Regions from separate parts of the Mus musculus genome. Here region 1 is linked to region 2. Evidence: chromatin contacts called from public promoter capture Hi-C data. All regions are on one chromosome and are shown on one strand. The core of a region is the stretch at or near the end of the contact, and the rest is flanking DNA. Distances in the headings are between cores, read along the strand shown. Region 1 overlaps Aco2 (aconitase 2, mitochondrial). Region 2 overlaps Zc3h7b (zinc finger CCCH type containing 7B).

Region 1 (3,709 bases), core at 1,159-3,658, 120 kb before region 2:
GCTCATACGTTTCAGTGCTAGTCACCAGTAAGTGGCACCATTTGCAAAGATTAAAAGGATCAGGAGGTGTGGCCTTGTTAGAGGAAGTGTGTCACTGAGGTAGGTGGCCTTTGAGATTTCAAAAGCCCATGCCAAGCCCAGAGTCTTGATCTGTCTAGGGATCACAATGTAGATCTCAGCTGCCGCTCCAGCACCTGCCTACACGCTGCCATGCTTCCTGCCATGATGAAAACGGACTAAACCTCTGAAGCTGTAAACCAGCCCCAGTTAAATGTTTTCTTATAATAGTTGCATTGGTCACAGTGTCTCTTCACAGTAATAGTACAGTGATTAAAACACATGGTTCCTGGAAATGTTTTTTAAGAGTCATGCTGAATGCTTAATAGGTGACAAAGAGCAGGCCACCACTCACAGCCCCACATTTTGGCATAAGAGCTGCCAAAGTGGCCTAAGCCTGTGACCTAAAATGGAATTGGGGATACCTGGATTGGGGTGTTCTCCATATCAACAGGCTAACCAAGGATAGGTCTATGTGCCTTTCTGCCCCATTGCAGAGAGACACTCTGGTCCTCAGAGATGTGCAACCCTGGCAGATCTGTCCTAAAGGACAATGCAGCAATCCATTCTTGGCTCTGGTTTCAGAGATGGGCATAGCCAGGGACCTAAGCACAGTCAGCCTGGCTCAGCTCCTCTAGAAGGAAGCAGTATCAAGGCCTGGGATGGAGTAGGGAGAAGAGCCATCCTGGAAGTGCAGAACAGATCCCACACATACAGGAAGGATGGCTAATAGACACGAACCAGGCTAGTCCTCAACAGTTGCCTTTAATGGAAGGAAGGCTGTACCTCCCTCATACACACACATGCAACAACTTTTTTTTTTTTTTTTGAGTCAAGGTCTTAATATGTAGTCCAGTCTGGCCTTGAACTCACAAAGATCTACCAGCCTCAGCCCCCCACCCCCTATTTTGGGACAAAAGGTGTGTGTTCCCCTGCCTGGCTGACTTTCATCTCTTTGAGAAAGGGTTTCACATTGTAGGTCAGGCTCTTTAGAACTCAGCTTTGTAGCCTAGGATGCCCTCAAGCTCACAACAACCTCTTGCTGCAGCCTCTTGAATGCTGGGATTACAGGTGTGCCTACTAAACATGGCTTTATGGACCGAATTATCTTCTGAAATAAACACCAGTTTGGTGTTCCCTTTCAGTACTTCCATCCTGCAGAGTTCCACTGTGCAGGAACTAAGCAGTGGTCTGGGCAGGGATGGGACGTGCTCTCCCTACTGATACAGGTGGTAGAGCATCATGGAATAGCAGAGCATCATGGTGGAGCAGGCCCACATCCCTACTGCACAGTTATCCAGGAGCTCTCACTGGGTGAGGATATTAATCATAATTCAAAGTATGTTATAACAGAACCTCACTTCACAAGGTCATGGTAAGTACTAGTAAGTTAATATCCTGATAATTTTTATATTTCTTATGGGAAATAGCTCAATTGGCATAGTGCTTGCTATGCATTCAATACTCCAGCACCATAAAAAATTATAATTATTTTTATTTTAAAAATACTTTAAAGCCAGGCGTGGTGGTGCACGCCTTTGATCCCAGCACTCGGGAGGCAGAGGCAGGCGGATTTCTGAGTTCAAGGCCAGCCTGGTCTACAGAGTGAGTTCCAGAACAGCCAGGGCTACACAGAGAAACCCTGTCTGGAAAAACCAAACCAAACCAAAACAAACCAAAAAAAAAAAACCAAAAAACTTTTAGATTGATTTCTGTATCTGAACATTTTGTTCCTATATCTGTCTACACCTCATGAGTACCTGGTGCCTGTGAAAGTCAGAACAGGGCTTTGCATCCCTGGATCAGCTCGCTATAAATAACTGGTCTTAACGCTTATGAGAAAGACAGTACACACAAAAACATTTTAATCCATGTAACTCAGTAGTACATCCAAGATTCCCCAACACCATATAAAGAACTACAGGCATGAATCAACAAATCTAACTTCTATCCCTTCCACCAAACATGGTCTACAGCATGTTGTAAACCGCACTTGTCTACCTCTCCCCCGTTACCCAGGATGACATGGCCACCAGAACTCTTGCTCAGCTCTCCCAAGCCTCATGTCAGCAGCAGGCCTGGAACATGCTGCCCCGTTCCCAGGGTGCATCCTGGGCTTGGGGCCCTTATAAAGGGAAGTTAAGCTGTGTATTACCTGGTGAATGATCCCAGATCCAGGCCTCCAGAAGCCCACACCATACTTGGCACCTGCAGTTGCCAGGAAATTATACACTTCCTGGTTTATGTCCTATTAAAAAACAAATCAATAACCAGAGCATTAGCTTGAGCTGTGATGATCTCATACTCTGTACTCTGCCCGCCATGGCACTGACATGCTGGTACTGTGAAGACAAGTCTTCTATTGCTGGGCTTCTAAAAATAATCCAGTGGGCTTGGCCATTGGCCTGGGGATTCAGTGGGCAAGCCCAGGGAGAAAGACAGGGGAGTAGACTGCTCTGGTGCTATGACACCTGGCCAGGGTGGTGATTTGGGAACAAGTCTGCCTTGCTCGCTGCCTGTTTCCTTGTAGAAGTAATAGGGTAGGCTAATTGCCAAGGGCTTGTCTGGCACTCAGTTTTCTAGTGAGGGCCAAAAACAAAGGGCTATGCCATGTCTATGAAGGTACAGGGTGATGGGGACTATCAAAGGGAAACAAAGGGACCAAGAGGACATCTTAGTTTTGCTTCTCCACTGAGTGGTGGGTACCTGTCTAGACTCTCAGCTAACACTTATTGATTGCAAATAATATTGTGGTAAACGGCCCCACAGCCCACTGCTGTCAAATCGACTTTAGATATGGAAAACCAGAGGCTCCAGTAAGGCCTGTCCAACTACAGACCTGGAGAATCCTGACATAATCCAAAGCTGTTGCCTCTGAAAAGGGTGTAAGATTCCACCCTTTCAGAAGGGTAGGTGCTCAGTTTCAGGGTTTATTGTGTTTAAGGCCCTACCTGGTTAGACACTGAACTGAAAAGGATGGGATCCAATATTCCCATTCCACCTGGCATTTGAAGGCAAACTTTATAAAATGAAGCACGACCGTGGACACATGAGGCTGACCAGTGAGTGACAAGAGGAACAGTGCCATGGGAGACTCTAGTGTTGAAAAGAGGAGCAGGTCCACACTTGATAAAAAACCTGAAACCAATTTCATTTAAACTCAAACCAGCCAGTTCATCCTTCTGAGAGTCCACTTGGTTCCCCAGATGAAAGAATGACAGGCAAGTTGTAACCAGAGAGGCCCCTTCCTTATTAATAATTAACACATTGGCCTTGTCTTTTACAAACCAGCTACTTGCAAAACTGGGACACATGGCAGGAGGGTGGGTATGACACTGAAATGGCCTGGCACTTTCTCTGGCTGTGTGATGCTAGACAGATCACTACTTGTCTCTGGGCTAGCTAGAGATTATAAATACATGCAGAACTGACCTATCGATCCCCTTCTAAATCTTCACATCATCTCTCTGATACTCGGGTTGAAAGTAAGCCACAGAGTAGTGAGAATTAGGAGCTTTAAGAGACTTTGCCCTCACGAATGCAAATTAACACTGTGACTATGGAGTGGCATCATATTATGGGAGTCAGGCTTGCCTGGTCTTCCCAGCTCCCCACATTTGCTTGCCCTTCCACCCACGATAGCACAAAGGTT
Region 2 (3,581 bases), core at 145-2,644:
CAGTGCCTTCTTCAAGCACTTATTACTCGAGCAGAGAAAAGGAAGTAGGAAGTGAGGGTTCTAACACAAGGTGTCCGACACGGACAGGCATGAATGAAGGACGGAGACAAGCTGAGGAGGAAGCCGTGCTCGTTCCTGGCCTGCCTCAGGGAAGCCCTCCCGGTGTCTCACCCCACACAGCTGAGACATACCTGTTTCGATGTCATCTATAGATCCCAATCCGTTAGAAGTTCCCTGTGAGAGGAAAGATGTAGGGTGGAATGGCCTCACATTTCCACCAGGGTACACTGAGGGCCACTCACTGGGGAACGACTGCCTATCACAGGTAGGCTGGCTTTTCAGCCAGGGTCCGAGCAGGCGTGGGCTGAGACAGGGGTGGGGTAAACTAGCTTGGTAGGTACATTTCAGGGGAGCAATGGCCCCAGGGCAGGGGTACACCTCTGAGGTACCTGGAAAAGGGTAGAGTCTTATCCATGCCCTGAGGCGAGAGAGGGTTTTGGGCTCTTTTGGTTTTGTTTTTGAAACAGGGTCTCAAAAGCCCTGGGTGCCCTGAAATTCACTATATAGATAAGGCTGGCCTTGAACTCGGAGATCCACCTGCCTCTGCCTCCCAATTGCTGGGATTAAAGGTAGTGACAAGGATTTTACCAGGCCTTCCACACTACAGATGGTTTCTTAGAGGAATGTGTGCCCCCCCCTCCCCGGCTCAGCCCCCAGCCTCACAGGAAGCTAATCTCCCTCCAAGGAGAACGTCATCTTAGGTGGGAAGTCCATCCCCATTGCAAAGACAGAACAGAATTCACAGGTCAGGCAGCAACCTGGCCGGCTCCTCCTGGGGTGCGGGGGTGGGGGGTTGTTCCAGAGAGCCTGTACTCTGCAGCCGCACAGTACTGGGGTCAGAGCCCTGTCTGGGATGGGAAATGCTGGAGCTTGCTCTTTGGTCTGGCCAAGTCGGCAACCTATCTGGACTTGTTTCCTCGGGTGTAAAGTAAGGATTCAGCAGTCACACTGCCTGAAACTGGCAGAGATGAGGCACCTCAGCAGAGTGCCTGGCATGCTCAGCACTAACCATGTGAATAACATGTGCTGCCGGGAGGTTGGCCTGCAATGAACTCCTCTGCCTTGTTCCAGCCACAAGGGACAGAAGTCATTCCTCTACCCAGAATGTGCTCTCCCCCCGACCCCGGGCCTTTATCATCCTTACGAGGCCCAGGCTGACCCTGTGTCCTTCTTGTCTCTGTGGAGACTGGGAGAAGGCCCAGACACTCACTGTTAGTCACCGCTTGAAGGTTAGCAGTAGCAACAATTGCAACACAACCCATCCAGCCCCGCATCACCGACCCTGCTTGGCCAGCACTCCACGAGATGTTCCACGGCCCAAATATTGGTCAAAAGTGCAATTCCTAGGTCAGAGTAGGGCTGTCTAACGCCTGCCCTGACCCTGTCTGTTCTGTCCACTCCTTGGAGCCAGGAGCTCTTTCAGCCCCACCCCCGAGCCTGTCCACAGATGGCACAGTGAACATGTGCGGTGTTTGTATATCACAGCTAAGTTGCATAGACCAAGGCTACCAGGATGGTCACAGAGCTGCTTTTACATACAGAAAGGAGGCGAGGGGGTCCAGGCAATGATGGCCCACACCTTTAATCCCAGCACTTGGGAGGCAGAGGCAGGTCAGTCTCTGGGTTCTAGGTCAGCCTGATCTACAGGCTGGATGGAGCCAGGATAGCCAGGGCTACACGTGCTTGGGGTGTGGGGGTGGCGAGAGGAGACAAAGGAGGCCCCAGTGAATGCTTCTAAGGACAGTGCAGCCTAGGCCCTGCAGAACAAGTGGCTTCCAGCCCTCCTGCCACCCTTTCTGTCCATGTTTCTCTCTCCCAGTCCTCTTGCACAGAACCCTACTAGTAACATCCACTTAGCAATAAAAGGCCAAGAAGGGTGTTCTCAGGATCTGACCCTCACACATGCGGCTTCAGAGCTAACTCTCCTGAACCCTGAGGAGGAACTGACTCTACCAGTGGCCTCAGGAATGTCCCTTGCTCTCCTGACTACGGGCCTGTGAATCCTGTTGCTTGTCTACCTGGCTAACGCTATCCCCCCAGCTGGGTGAGACTGCTCTGCACCACGAGTTTACAGTCTTCAGGGTGTCTTGCACTGTAAGCTCCGGGGCTACTGTGCCTTGTAAATACTGAGAACAGCGTGTGAGCACAGCCCTGGCCACCTAGTTCTAGGCACACATACAGAGTGACCAACTGGCCAGAAAACGAGTCCTGTGCTGGAGAAGCCCGTGAGGAATGCAGCAGCTGAAGGAAGCCCATGTGTGACCATGTATCATGTACCCTGTGCCATTTCTCCTGTAGGCACCACAGGACACCAGGAGCAGGCCTAGACACTACCTGGCGCCTGCTCCTGAGTTCTCAGATGCTTCCTGGACTGAGGCAAGCCTGGCCTTATCATCTCTACTTCGACTGGCCTCCTCACGGAGCCCCATCACTGTGACCAGTCCTGGCCTTTGTGGATGTGGCTAGATGCACCAGTAAAGAGTAGCCAGGGGCTGGGGGGCCTTGTGCCAGACATGGGAAGGTTTGTGGTCTACTGCTTGGGGTCACCCTAATGACCCCAGAGCTCTTGGGAATAGATGAAGAAGACAGGCTGGTATAAAGTTGGAGAAACATTTGGAGTCTCAGACCCCTCCCTACCTGATCTGTTAAGCCAGCTGGAGCGCCATTACTAAGCAGAGAAAACGTTTCCAATTCCTGCCAGAAATTGGGGAGAAGTGGGCAGAGATTAAGACTGTGGACATCAGCCAAGACAACACAGAGACCCTGACATCAGCTGTGGTCCATCCCGTCCCCCCAGGACTACCACTGCCTCTGGCTCTGGCTTCCAGAGTAACACTGTTTTTGTTTTTGTTTTTCCATCTTTCAAGGGTTACCTGGGCAGAGGATCTGAACACACACCCATCCCTGCGATCTGCCAGGCACCATCTCATACACTCTCTTGTTTCAGTCCTCCCTTGAGCTCCTGAGGTGGGTGTAATTATCTGCCTTCCAGATGCGGAAACGGGTGGAAACATGCACTAATGTGTTTAAGGTCGGGCCAGAGAAACTCAAGCCATATGTTCTGCGTCACGCAGTTTCCAGACACACGGCGGACGACAGTATTCAATGTGAAGGAGTCCAGCCGACACTAACATTCGGACAGGTACAATGAGGGGGCATTTGAGAATGCGAAACTGAAGGACGGCAGTGTCAATTTGGGCCATCTTCAGCCTGGTTAAAGTCGGCTAGGGCGAGCGGCAGGGCTGTGTTTTTACAGCTGGTGTCTGCAGTGAGCTGGAGCTTTGGCTGTGTTCATTCCTCTTCCCCAGGGTCCTACTGCTCATTCCAGGGTGTTCGGCCAATAGGGAGGAAGGTCACCTGCTGTTGCTTCCTCTGTCTTTACCAGGCTCTGGCTACCTTACTCAGGGTCCCTATAGTCCCTAGTCCCTCCCTTCACCCCTCTTCTTTAAGCCGACCCCAAATCTCACCTACCTGGGGTCTCTTATAGGCTTTCCGTACCCGCAGTCCAAGCTTCTGAGCCA

The links. Capture Hi-C pulls out chosen DNA fragments and counts their contacts.
Region 1: a contact with region 2 is called in a promoter capture Hi-C map of liver. The contact joins two enhancer-like sites. A contact is called at or near these places in 1 of 15 datasets of contacts at CTCF or cohesin (large pre-B cells), 24 of 484 Hi-C or Micro-C datasets (the Ba/F3 cell line, the G1E-ER4 cell line, LSK cells and 5 more), 6 of 115 datasets of contacts at active chromatin or transcription factors (embryonic stem cells and epiblast stem cells) and 4 of 9 other capture datasets (adipose tissue, embryonic stem cells, liver and 1 more).

Annotation. Positions count from the first base shown.
Region 1 is chr15:81,897,725-81,901,433 of GRCm38.p6, reverse strand. Aco2 (aconitase 2, mitochondrial) reads right to left here. Exons shown (of 18, transcript NM_080633.2): 4 at 2,213-2,305. Among named protein-coding and RNA genes, the nearest start is that of Polr3h, 27 kb to the left of the region's middle. Within about 2 kb of position 2,408, at least 18 of the 459 cell types and tissues checked have an H3K27ac peak or open chromatin away from gene starts, as enhancers often do. A contact at or near this core is called in liver, where this site is marked.
Region 2 is chr15:81,772,459-81,776,039 of GRCm38.p6, reverse strand. It overlaps Zc3h7b (zinc finger CCCH type containing 7B), which reads right to left. Exons shown (of 23, transcript NM_001081016.2): 6 at 3,532-3,581; 7 at 2,698-2,754; 8 at 192-234. Among named protein-coding and RNA genes, the nearest start is that of Gm17597, 28 kb to the left of the region's middle. Within about 2 kb of position 1,394, at least 31 of the 459 cell types and tissues checked have an H3K27ac peak or open chromatin away from gene starts, as enhancers often do. A contact at or near this core is called in liver, where this site is marked.